Linked DNA regions of Ovis aries: region 1 is linked to region 2. The links are chromatin contacts, called in public Hi-C maps. All regions are on one chromosome and are shown on one strand. Each heading gives the region's core, a stretch centred on a gene start, on an enhancer-like site or on the middle of the called end of the contact. The rest is flanking DNA. Distances are from core to core; before and after follow the strand shown. Region 1 holds the start of HOXC10 (homeobox C10). Region 2 holds the start of GPR84 (G protein-coupled receptor 84).

Region 1 (5,047 bases), core at 1,333-3,832, 340 kb after region 2:
AATGGGGGATGGAGGCAAGAAGGGCACAGGCAGAAGGCAGAGAGGGATTAGTTGGGGCTGGAGGGTTTAGATGGTGTGGGGAATGGCAGGAGAGAAAGGAGAGTCTATCGGGCATGGGGGCAATTTGAGCTAGGAGGTGGGCTTGTTAACCTTGACTTTGCTTTTGGTGGGGCTAGAATGCAGCTTTTCCTATCCTAAATCTGTACCTCAACCAAGCCCATGGTGTGGGGAGATGGTATAAAATTAAACTTCTGTGCTGCACACGTGCCACCACCAAGGCTTCGCGGGTGTGTGTGCCTCTCTCCCCCTCACCTTCAAGAACACACCGGTGCCCATCTTCTGGCCAGGGTCTCCATGGGCTGATTTGCCAGGGCCCACCTTTGATTTGCAGAGGAGACCCAAGAGGGCGAGGCTCTGTCCTCACCCTCTGAAAGAGTGCGTGTGCATGTATGAGAGGGCATGCGTGAGTGTGTGTGAGTGTGACACAGGTCGCTGCCAGGGATGCGTGTGCACCGCATCCATATACAAAGCGCCACAAGACCCAGGCCGCCCTCAGTCTGCTCAGTTCTCACTATTTCATCTGCCTCTGCACCCAAAAAGCCTTTCTTACACACAGCCTCCAGCAGTCAGTGCCATGGGGAGCAGTTTATCCGCCCCCACCTCCTCTGCCAGTTGGGCCTTTTCTGATGCTTTTTGCTCCAACTTTTCATGGAAAACCCCCTCAGCCTCCCTCCACTGCTCCCTTTTCCTTTACATTTTCTCCAGGTGTCAGAGAAGGGTCCTGAAGGCCCTCAGCTCCTTCAGCAGAAATGAATCTTGAACTCTGAGCTTGAACTCTACCTAGGCTTTCCCTCACCAACCAAAATCACAATGAAATCCAACTAAAGCCACACTCCCTTGCAGGAGGAAACAGCTTACTATGCACACAATTTCCCAACCACTCATTTGTAGGCTGCTTTTGGAAACCAATGGGAAAACTACATTTTAAAAAATGCAACTAGAAAAAAAGGAAAAGAAAAAAAATTTCAAAGGGAAGACAAAAAACTTAACATTCCAAATGCCCTGTTCCAACGCTATAGGCGGCCTAGGCGTCTGGGGGAGGGAGGGACGCAGCGGGCAGCCCTTCACCTCCACCTCTTCCGGCCCCAGCCCTGCTGCCCGAGGCCCCCGGCCGAGCCAAAAACCGCAGGAGCCCAAACCACACGCAGGAATCAGATCCACAAACAACAAATCGCGCTTCGCAGGAAACATTTTCAACTGGGAAAACGCAGTAAAGCGAAATCCCCCTTCTCCCAAGCTTCCCTTAGTCTCTGGCCCAAGATCGCCATTTTAAGCTTTTTTGCAAGCTTCTGACCTGAGGGGGGATATCAGCCCCCCAACACAACAACGTAGAGCAAGCAAACCAAAGGCAGCACACACCCAGGCGCGGTCACCCGCCTTGGGCAGCACAAGGCGCCCGCAGGCTGCCCGCGGTGTGCACCACCCCGGTTTCGGCGCCCACCGCCGCTGCCGGCCTTGCACCTCCACTTCGCCGCTTACCTTCCCCAGCCAAGTGACGCGCCACCAGCCTAGCGCTCAGCAGACACGAGTCGCAAGCTGGGGTCGCATTCCCAAGACCGTCCAGGGCCTCCTCGGCCCAACCCTCTCCCTGCCCTCGCCCGGGGCCACGAAGACCCAGTGCCCGAGCGTCCCAGCCGGACCACGGCCCAGGCGGCCTTACCTTTTGCCTCGTTATCGGAGGTGTCTGGGCTGGAGTCGGCGGTTTTGGCCCGATCCTTTTCGCTCTCCAAGGGGCTGCCTTTGGGGCCTGCCAGGTTCTGCTCGGTCTTGATCTCATTGGGACTGGGGGTCTGGCTGTCGGACTTGGGGGTCTCAGGGAAACTCACTTTACCCCCGAGCTGGGGAGACTCCAGATGTTCGGCGCGCGGGTTGAGACTAGCCCGCTGCTCGAAAGGGGCTTCGAAGTCGTTGGCCCCGGCACAGTGGGGCGGCTTGTCCAGCGCGGAGTAGCTCGGGCTGGCGCGATAGTAGCTGGGCACGGGCACCTCGTGCTCCCCGAGGCAGGACTCCTGCAGAGGGTGGGAGTAGAGAGCTGCCTCGGGGCCACTTTTCGCCCGCTTCTCTGCGCTGTACATGCAGCAGACATTCTCCTCCTTGACACTAGGTGGGTAAGAGCAGGAGGACAGCGGCCTGCCAACAGGTTGTTCCAGGCGGTAGGCGGCTTTGGGGTCGCCCCAGGAGTCCAGCTGCGAGAGGTAGGACGGGTAGGTGTTGAGGGCGAGGTTGGGGCTGTTGCCCTCGTCCCTCTTGGAGAGCGAGGGCGCGAGCCCGCAGCCCCTCATCACCCCGCAGTTGAAGTCACTCCCAGATTGCATATACATGCCTGCGCTCCGGCTATAGCGCTCTCCTCCGCCCGGCGCAGCCAAGGGCTCCGCGTATGAGTTCGGAGTTACATTGCGAGGGCATGTCATTTTCAGAGAGAGGGGTTTTTAAGGAGCAATACTACAGCGGAGGAGCTGACATCTTTTTTTTTCCCCATCCGGGAGGGGGGGCGGTTGAAGGGGCGGGAGGGAAAAGAAGGGGAGGGGGGGAAATATCAGCTCCATAATTATCCGCGCATTCGAGCCTCACCATGTGACGGCTAGACCAATGGGATTTGAAAATGGCCTTGATGATTCAGACGGCCGTGACGTCAGCGGGGTCAAGTTGTCGGCAAGCGGAGTGCGCAGCATGGAGTAACAGCGCCACCTAGCAGCCGCCTCGGGGTAGGGGCGCCGGAGCCCTTCCCCGCGAACAAAGGAAGGGCCCCCGGGGCGACGGGGGCAGGAGGGAGGTAGAGGGGGGTGCGGGGGTTCTAGGGAGAATGGGGTTAGCTTACCCGGGAACCAGCCTGTAACTCCTGGGGAGAGGGGGGCGGGAGAAGGTGGGGGGAAATGCGAGAGAGAGTGAGAGCGAGGCAACTCAGGGCTCAAAACAGTCAAATTCAAATTAAAAGGTCAAGACACGATTCAGGTACTTCTTCCCCTCTCCTCACCTCTTTTCCTCGCCTTGGCCCCCGCCCCCACTTCTTCCCTTGGGATGGGAGTGGGGTGAGGTTTGGGGGAGGGCTCCTGTGGGCAGAAAAAGGGAGAGAAAAAGTTAAGGACTCCCGAACAGAACTAAAGTTTCTCCTCTCCTGCGTCCTCCTTCGTCGAGCTCCTTCCTTGGGGCTTAGGAGTTCAGCTCGGGACCGCCTGTCATGGAAGTTGGTTGAGTCGCCAGTTCCCTGCGGGGATTGACGGGGAGTTCCCAGTGTCTGGGCCAGGCCAGGGAGGGGTCAAGACGGCTTTAGGGCTGCGTGGGCGAGGGAGGTTCCGAAGGGGTTTAGGGGTCGCGGGAGGAAGAAGCCGGCAACCCAAAGCGCCGGCACCCCAACCGGGGAGTGCGGCCTGGGCCTGGCTGGGTGGGCGGCTCCGGGGTTATCAACTCAGGGGCTGCAAGGCTTTGGCCTTGGAGCTGGTTCGGCTGTTTTGCTCCGAGCCCTACCGGCCCTCGCTTTCCAGTTGACCTTGCCCCCCATGAAAACAGGGAATATTCCCAGAGATAAAGAGGGAACCCTCGGGGCCGCCTCGAGCGGCTTGGGGGGGAGTCACGTATCAACCGGGAAACGGGAAAACAGAGGCGACGAAACCCGACCTAGAGAAGTATCCTTTACGGAGCCAAGGAGCTGGGGGCATTTTTGAATGGAGCAGAACGAGACTATTTTTGTAATTGTTATTTTATTTTTTTATTTTTATTTTTTGTAATAAGGGGAAGCGAGACATAAGAGACAAGGTATGTTTCAAATAGTTCTTTCCGTTTCTTCATAGCCTTTCTCCCAAAGCGAACTAAACTCTCTACCCCTTCCTCAGGAAACGGAATCTGGAGAATATTTTGTCTTTCCGGTGGCCTCACATTTCCCCCGGTGCCGAGCCTCGGGTTTCGATTTTCCAAAGGACTGGAGCCGGGCCGGGAAAGGGACCTGAGCCCCGGGCGCCCTGGCGTGGACTGAGGAGACTGGATCGCTTCTAGGGAGGCCCAAGCCGGCGGCGGCTGCTAGAAGACGACTTCGGAAAGAAATCCGCGATTTCTTGCATCCAGAGGGCGAGAGAGAAGGCTCAGGGGTTCCTGAACCCCAGGAAAAACTGGAAGAAAATGTTTGTAATGCCAAGGGAGATTTAAAATGCTTTCGTGTTTTCATTTGCAGGGGTCGCAGTGGACTCGGTACAGGGAGTTGGCCCGGGCAAGGTTAGCCTGTTTAGGCCCCAGATGAGACTTGGCCGGCCGGGGCGGCAGTCAATCCAGGGAGCCATTTGTCCCACCACCCACCCCGCGGGAAACGCGGAGACTTTATAGCCACTCTGTTTGTATTATCTGCATAAGTCTTTCCCCACCAGTTTGATCGAAACTGTTCGCTTTTACGAGGACCCAACGAAAATTCCCCGTCATATTTATCAGCCGAGGATAAAAATTTAGTATGGGAACTGATATTTCCTCATTTATGGGGCGATGAAATTAAAGACCAAAGCAATTGAGAATTATATGGCTTTGGGGGGTTCCCTCCCCCCTCTTTCACGTCTCCTTTATTTTCCTGCCTGGTGTGCCTGTCCCTGGAGTTTGATGTCCCAGTCCCTTGCCCTTGCTCCCCATTTTGGGGGTCTGCTGGGCCCTGTCCCCACACCCAGGGGCCGCTTGACCACCTCAGGCTTTTCCTGGTCTTTCTCTCAGTGTTGGAAGCTGGGGGCCGGGACATCATTCCCTGAGCCTCTCTGCCCAGGCCGGGCTGGTATCCGCTGGGGTTGTGGAAGGTTTCCAAGAGCCTTGAAGGGGAAGGGTGTGAGCCTAGCCCGAGAGGGGGCGAGGGAGGCGGCAGAGTGAGGGGGACAAACTCCAGATAACCTCTCAAAAACATCCAGCCCCACGGCTTAACCTGGGGAACCAGCTGGAGGGAAGCAGACTCACTGGGCCTCGTGACCTGTCTCCCAGACCAACCTGACCCTGGTCCCAAACCCACTCCTTACCTCAACCC
Region 2 (5,021 bases), core at 2,032-4,531:
ACAAGAAGCCTAGGGGCGCTGGAGAACTAGCGGTGAGGCCTGGACGATGGAAAATTTGGCCAAAGCGGGGTCCGAGCCGGGGGGAGGGGAGGAGACGGGATGCTGGCCGCCCTGGGAGAGGTGGAGTTGGCCAGGCCACAGAATGACTATTCCCTCTCCCCTCCCCGCCCTCTTCCCCCTGCAGGGCACGCTGACTTTCTCCAAGGAACTGCCCAAGTCCCTGGCCGGCGGCCTGCTCCCCAGCCCCCTGGCGGTGGCTGCGGTGATGGCAGCGGCAGCAGGCTCCCCGCTGTCTCTGCGCCCGGCTCCAGCCGCACCTCTTCTCCAGGGACCGCCAATCACCCATCCCCTGCTCCACCCCGCCCCCGGGCCCATCCGAACTGCGCACGGACCCATTCTTTTCTCCCCCTACTGACCTGAAACCTGACCCCTGAACCCCCTCCCATTCAACCCCCCTCACCTCCAGCCGGGACCCAGGCCTCCGGGCGCCCAGCCCGCCCCTCCTCCCGGCACTCCCTGAATGATCTCTCTCCCTCCCCCCCACCCCGAGGTACGGGGTTCCAGGAAAGGGGAGGGGTAGCGGGGGAGGGGGGCTTCAGAAGGGGGGGAACACCCCAGATCTCAGGGAACCCCGCCCCCTGCCCTTCCCTCTCCCCTAGAAAAGGGGGGGCCGTCTCACCCCCGAGCCCCCTTGGAGACACCCCCCCTCCCAAAAGCCATGTCCATCCAGCCCTTCCCCCCCAACCTAGCACAAAACGGGGTTCACAAGCCATGGTCGGGGTCCAGGGGGCAGAAATGGATTTTCTTGGCAATAAGCGGACTCTGGGACTCCGGCGCCCCCTACCCCCAAACTGAAGCGCTTCCGTGATCACCCCTGTCCTCTGCAGGGGGAGGGGAGCAGGCGGGATCCTGGGTCCCTCATAAGCACTTTGGTTTTACCGCCTGCAACCTCACTGTGCCCGCCCCGCATCATGCCCCAGCCCAGGTCTAGCCGGGCCCACGGGCAGCACTTAGGGGCATCTCTGGCATTTGGGTGGGACCAAGTAGATGCCCCTATAGACCCATTCCCTCACCTTCTTCCTTCCCAGTCCGGATTCCATTCTTTTCACCAGCACCCATCGCCCAAGGGGTACCAAGGGGGGCAAGGGGTGTCCAGTCCAAGCCCACCCCCGCCTCGCCTTCCGCAAAACTGTGAGCAAAAAGCAATAGAAGCCTCGCCCCCGCCCCGCCCCTTTCCGCAGGATTTGCAGTCTGTAGCCTCCCCCATCGCAGCTCCTAGACCTCACGGCTGTCCCCTCCCCCCAGACACCTCCACTGCACAATTCGGGCGGGGTCGTGACCTTCCCTCCCTCCACCCCCTGTGCTTTCCGTATCGTCAGCCCTCCCAGCATCGACCCGGGAGAGGGACGGGCCCCACTGGCCTTCCCCTCCACATCAACTCTTTCTGCTTGACGATGTAGCAACCCCGGCCCCCCACCCACGTCTTCCCCTTTTCCCAGTCCCTGACAATAAAATCTGGATTCGTTGCCCTCCGTCCCCCAGACTCAGACTCTCAATCTTTGCCTGCTGTTTTGGGGAGCAGTTCCATCAGAAGGGGTGTGTGTGTGTATGATGGGGGTGGGAGGCGGGGAACGGCACCCAGGAAAGAGACAGGAGGAGGAGGGGGACGGGAAAACCCGGCTGGGAGGAGGCAAGATTCGAGGCTTGCGCAAAGCGAGCAATACTCCCCATCCCACTCAGCCCGACTCCGGCCTAGCTCAAGTGTCAACTTGGCCCTGGGGAATCATTTCGAGTCCAGGTCTCGGATTGCAGCCACGGCTGTTCAGAATTCGTCGCAACTCCACCAGGCGGCGACAACGACATGGAAAAGAAAACCGCGGGGCTAAGACGCTCCAGTGCAGTGTCGGCGTCTCGAGGTCCTAGGGAGACAGGTGTCAGACCCGGTCTCAGACAAAGAAAGGATCCAGACTTTTGTGCCTCTAGTGGGAAACCCACGCCAGCGACACTCAAAGCACGGGGAGATGGGAGGAGGGACCTGGGAATCTGAGCTCTAAGCTCTACTCGGCTCCAAATAAATAGTGACCTTGCGGTTAGTCCTCAACTTCCCCATCTGCAAAATGAGCAAGTTTGGGTCTCTTAAAAGTTCGTTTGATTTCATGGATCAACGACTAAAGAGCTGGGACCGTGCTGTTTACAATACTAGAATGCCTTCTCATCTGGTTCCCTATGTGGTCTGTTGGACAGGAAGGCGCACTTCACTAGCTGCCTCTCACATGATGCTGGGGGGAGGGGTCTGCGGGGGAGGGGGTCTCTCCATCTTCAGAATTCGGGTCAACCACACACTCCCAAGAGCAGCCAGTGATTCTGTGACCCCCTCCCTCCCTCTAGCCCGGCAGGGCAGCAAAAAGGTCAACAGAAAAGGACAGACCAGAATCCAGCCTCTACGTGGGCTCATCCTGAGTCGCATCTACTTTGCTCACTTCCACCTCTAGGCACTTTCCAGTCTTGCGGAAGAAAGGGGGAAGGAAAGTGGGATGAGGACTCTGAAAGAGGAAGATGAGGGAAATCGGGCCTCTCGAGTTAGTTACCAAGTTGGGGGTGAGAGTTTGCTACAGGTTCAGAAATAGAACCCAACGAGGAGTTTGAGGGGTTTTTTGTGCGTGTATTTGTTTTGTTTTCAGGTTGATCTAGCTCAAAAAAGAGCCTAGAGATCTAGAAATCTGACGGGCAGAAGTGGCCAGATAGGAAAATGGGCGGAGAAAAGTAGGGCTGGATCACAAGTGGAGAAAGGTTGGGGGGGCTGGAAGAAATTTAGGTTAGAGGAGCAAGGATATTAGCATATCCCGCAGGTACCTCAAATCTGGTATAAAACTGAATTCATTATTTACCCCCTTCCTAAACCTGCGATACTTCCCACATTCCCTATCTCATTGATTAAGAGAACCACTCCCACCTGGAAAAGTGGGCGTCCTTCTAGTCTTCCCTCCTAACCCTTTTTCCTATGAGTCATTAAATGAATCCTATCTGCCTCTCAATAACCTATGGATCCTGATCATTGTTCTCAATTCCCACAACCACTGTCCTAACCAGGACTGGCTACATCATTTGTGGTGTCCAGTGCAGTAAGTAGTAAGGAAATTTCAACAGAGAAGCCCATATTTCACTAGTTAAAGCCAAATGAGTAGGACCGGAGGCAAGGGAGGAAGTGGCTGAGGTTGGGTAACTGGGGAGTTTCTTGTTCTTTCAGGCCGGTATAATAGGAGCAGAGCACCTCTTGTTTGAAGCCTGACTGCCCACCAGAAAGGACTGTGCTTTGAGTGAGTTGAACTTCTGCTGAAGAGAGATTTGAAGGCTGGGAGACTCAGGTGAGTACTCTTGTGGTGGATATACTTTTATATTCTCTGTCTCATCTCCCAGGTGGGAAAAACAAACAAACAATAAAATAAAACTGAGGCCTGTTATGTGTGTGTGGCAGAAGGGACTACAGACAGATAGGACTATTCTGAATACAGAGGAGAGGGGACTGCTGGGTGGTCTTAAAGGACAGGGGAGAGTATCTGGAGGGATATTGAAAAGGCCTGGAGATGGGAGTAGACAGAAACTTCATAGATAAAATAGATAAACATTTGGGAAAATCTTTGAGAATGGGAAAGAGGAGGTTGGGGATCTTGGGATGAAAAAGCTTGGGAATGGCTCAGGAGCTCCTGGAACAATTCTGGTGCCTAGAAGCCGAGAGTTATTCGAGAGATCTGAATTCAAGGTCAGGTTGTGACTTCCTCTTCTCCCCACCCCTTTCAGCTTCCATCATGTGGAACGCTTCTGACATCAGCTTCTCCTGCTACCATGAGTCTGTGCTGGGCTATCGTTACGTGGCAGTTAGCTGGGGAATTGTGGTGGCTGTGACGGGCACCGTGGGCAACGTGCTCACCCTGCTGGCCTTGGCCATCCAGCCCAAGCTCCGTACCCGCTTCAACCTGCTCATCGCCAACCTCACAGTGGCTGATCTGCTCTATTGCACCCTTCTCCAGCCCTTCTCAGTGGACACCTACCTCAACCTGCACTGGCGCACTGGTGCCACCTTCTGCCGCATCTTTGGGTTCCTCCTTTTTGCATCCAACTCTGTCTCCATCCTCACCCTCTGCCTCATCGCCCTGGGACGCTATCTCCTCATTGCCCACCCTAAGCTCTTTCCCCAAGTTTTCAGTGCCAAGGGCATAGTGCTGGCACTGGCGAGCACCTGGGTGGTGGCTCTGGCCAGCTTCGCTCCCCTCTGGCCAATCTATATCTTGGTGCCCGTAGTCTGCACCTGCAGCTTTGATCGCATCCGAGGCCAGCCCTACACCACCGTCCTCCTGGGCATCTATTTTGTGGTTGGGCTCAGCAGTGTCGGCGTCTTCTATTGCCTCATCCACCGGCAGGTGAAGCGAGCAGCACAAGCACTGGATCAGTACAAGCTGCGCCAGGCAAGCACCCGCTCCAGCCATGTGGCTGGGGCACAGGAGGCCGCGCCTGGTCGCTTCCAGGAGCTGGACAGTGGGCTGGCATCAGGAGGGCCCAGCGAGGGGATTTCATCTGAGCCAGTCAGTGCTGCCACCACCCAGACCCTGGAAGGAGACTCATCAGAAGTCAGGGACCAGAGCAACAGTAAGGCAGCTAAGCAGATGGCAGAGAAAAACCCTCCAGGAGTGGCTGCCAAGGCCAGGATGACTAAAGGAGCCCAGAGAGCTCAGGACTCTCCATCAGAGTTTGGGAAGGTGACCCGGATGTGTTTTGCTGTGTTCCTCTGCTTCACCCTGAGCTACATCCCTTTCTTGCTACTCAACATCCTGGATGCCAAAGTCCAGGCTCCCCGAGTTGTCCACATGCTGGCTGCCAACCTCACCTGGCTTAATGGCTGCATCAACCCTGTGCTGTACGCAGCCATGAACCGCCAGTTCCGCCAAGCCTATGGCTCCCTCCTGAAACGAGGGCCCCAGAGTTTCCGTAGGTTCCATTAAAACTGTGTCCCCAGTCACCAGAAT

Evidence for each region. A called contact is a pair of places that touch in the nucleus more often than the background predicts.
Region 1: a Hi-C map of liver shows a contact between it and region 2, with 3 times the contacts expected there. The contact joins the promoter of HOXC10 here to the promoter of GPR84 in region 2. A contact is called at or near these places in 3 of 16 Hi-C or Micro-C datasets (liver, muscle and skin fibroblasts).

Annotation. Positions count from the first base shown.
Region 1 is chr3:132,527,280-132,532,326 of ARS-UI_Ramb_v3.0, forward strand. HOXC10 (homeobox C10) reads right to left here and starts at 2,583. Exons shown (of 2, transcript XM_004006284.5): 1 at 1,721-2,583. The coding sequence starts at 2,471. LOC105611006 (a long non-coding RNA gene) reads left to right here and starts at 2,792. Exons shown (of 2, transcript XR_001039104.4): 1 at 2,792-3,012; 2 at 3,891-4,559.
Region 2 is chr3:132,191,576-132,196,596 of ARS-UI_Ramb_v3.0, forward strand. It overlaps GPR84 (G protein-coupled receptor 84), which reads left to right and starts at 3,282. Exons shown (of 2, transcript XM_027967225.3): 1 at 3,282-3,365; 2 at 3,799-5,021. The coding sequence starts at 3,807. The coding sequence ends at 4,997. ZNF385A (zinc finger protein 385A) reads left to right here. Exons shown (of 8, transcript XM_042246636.1): 7 at 1-32; 8 at 185-1,536. The coding sequence ends at 415.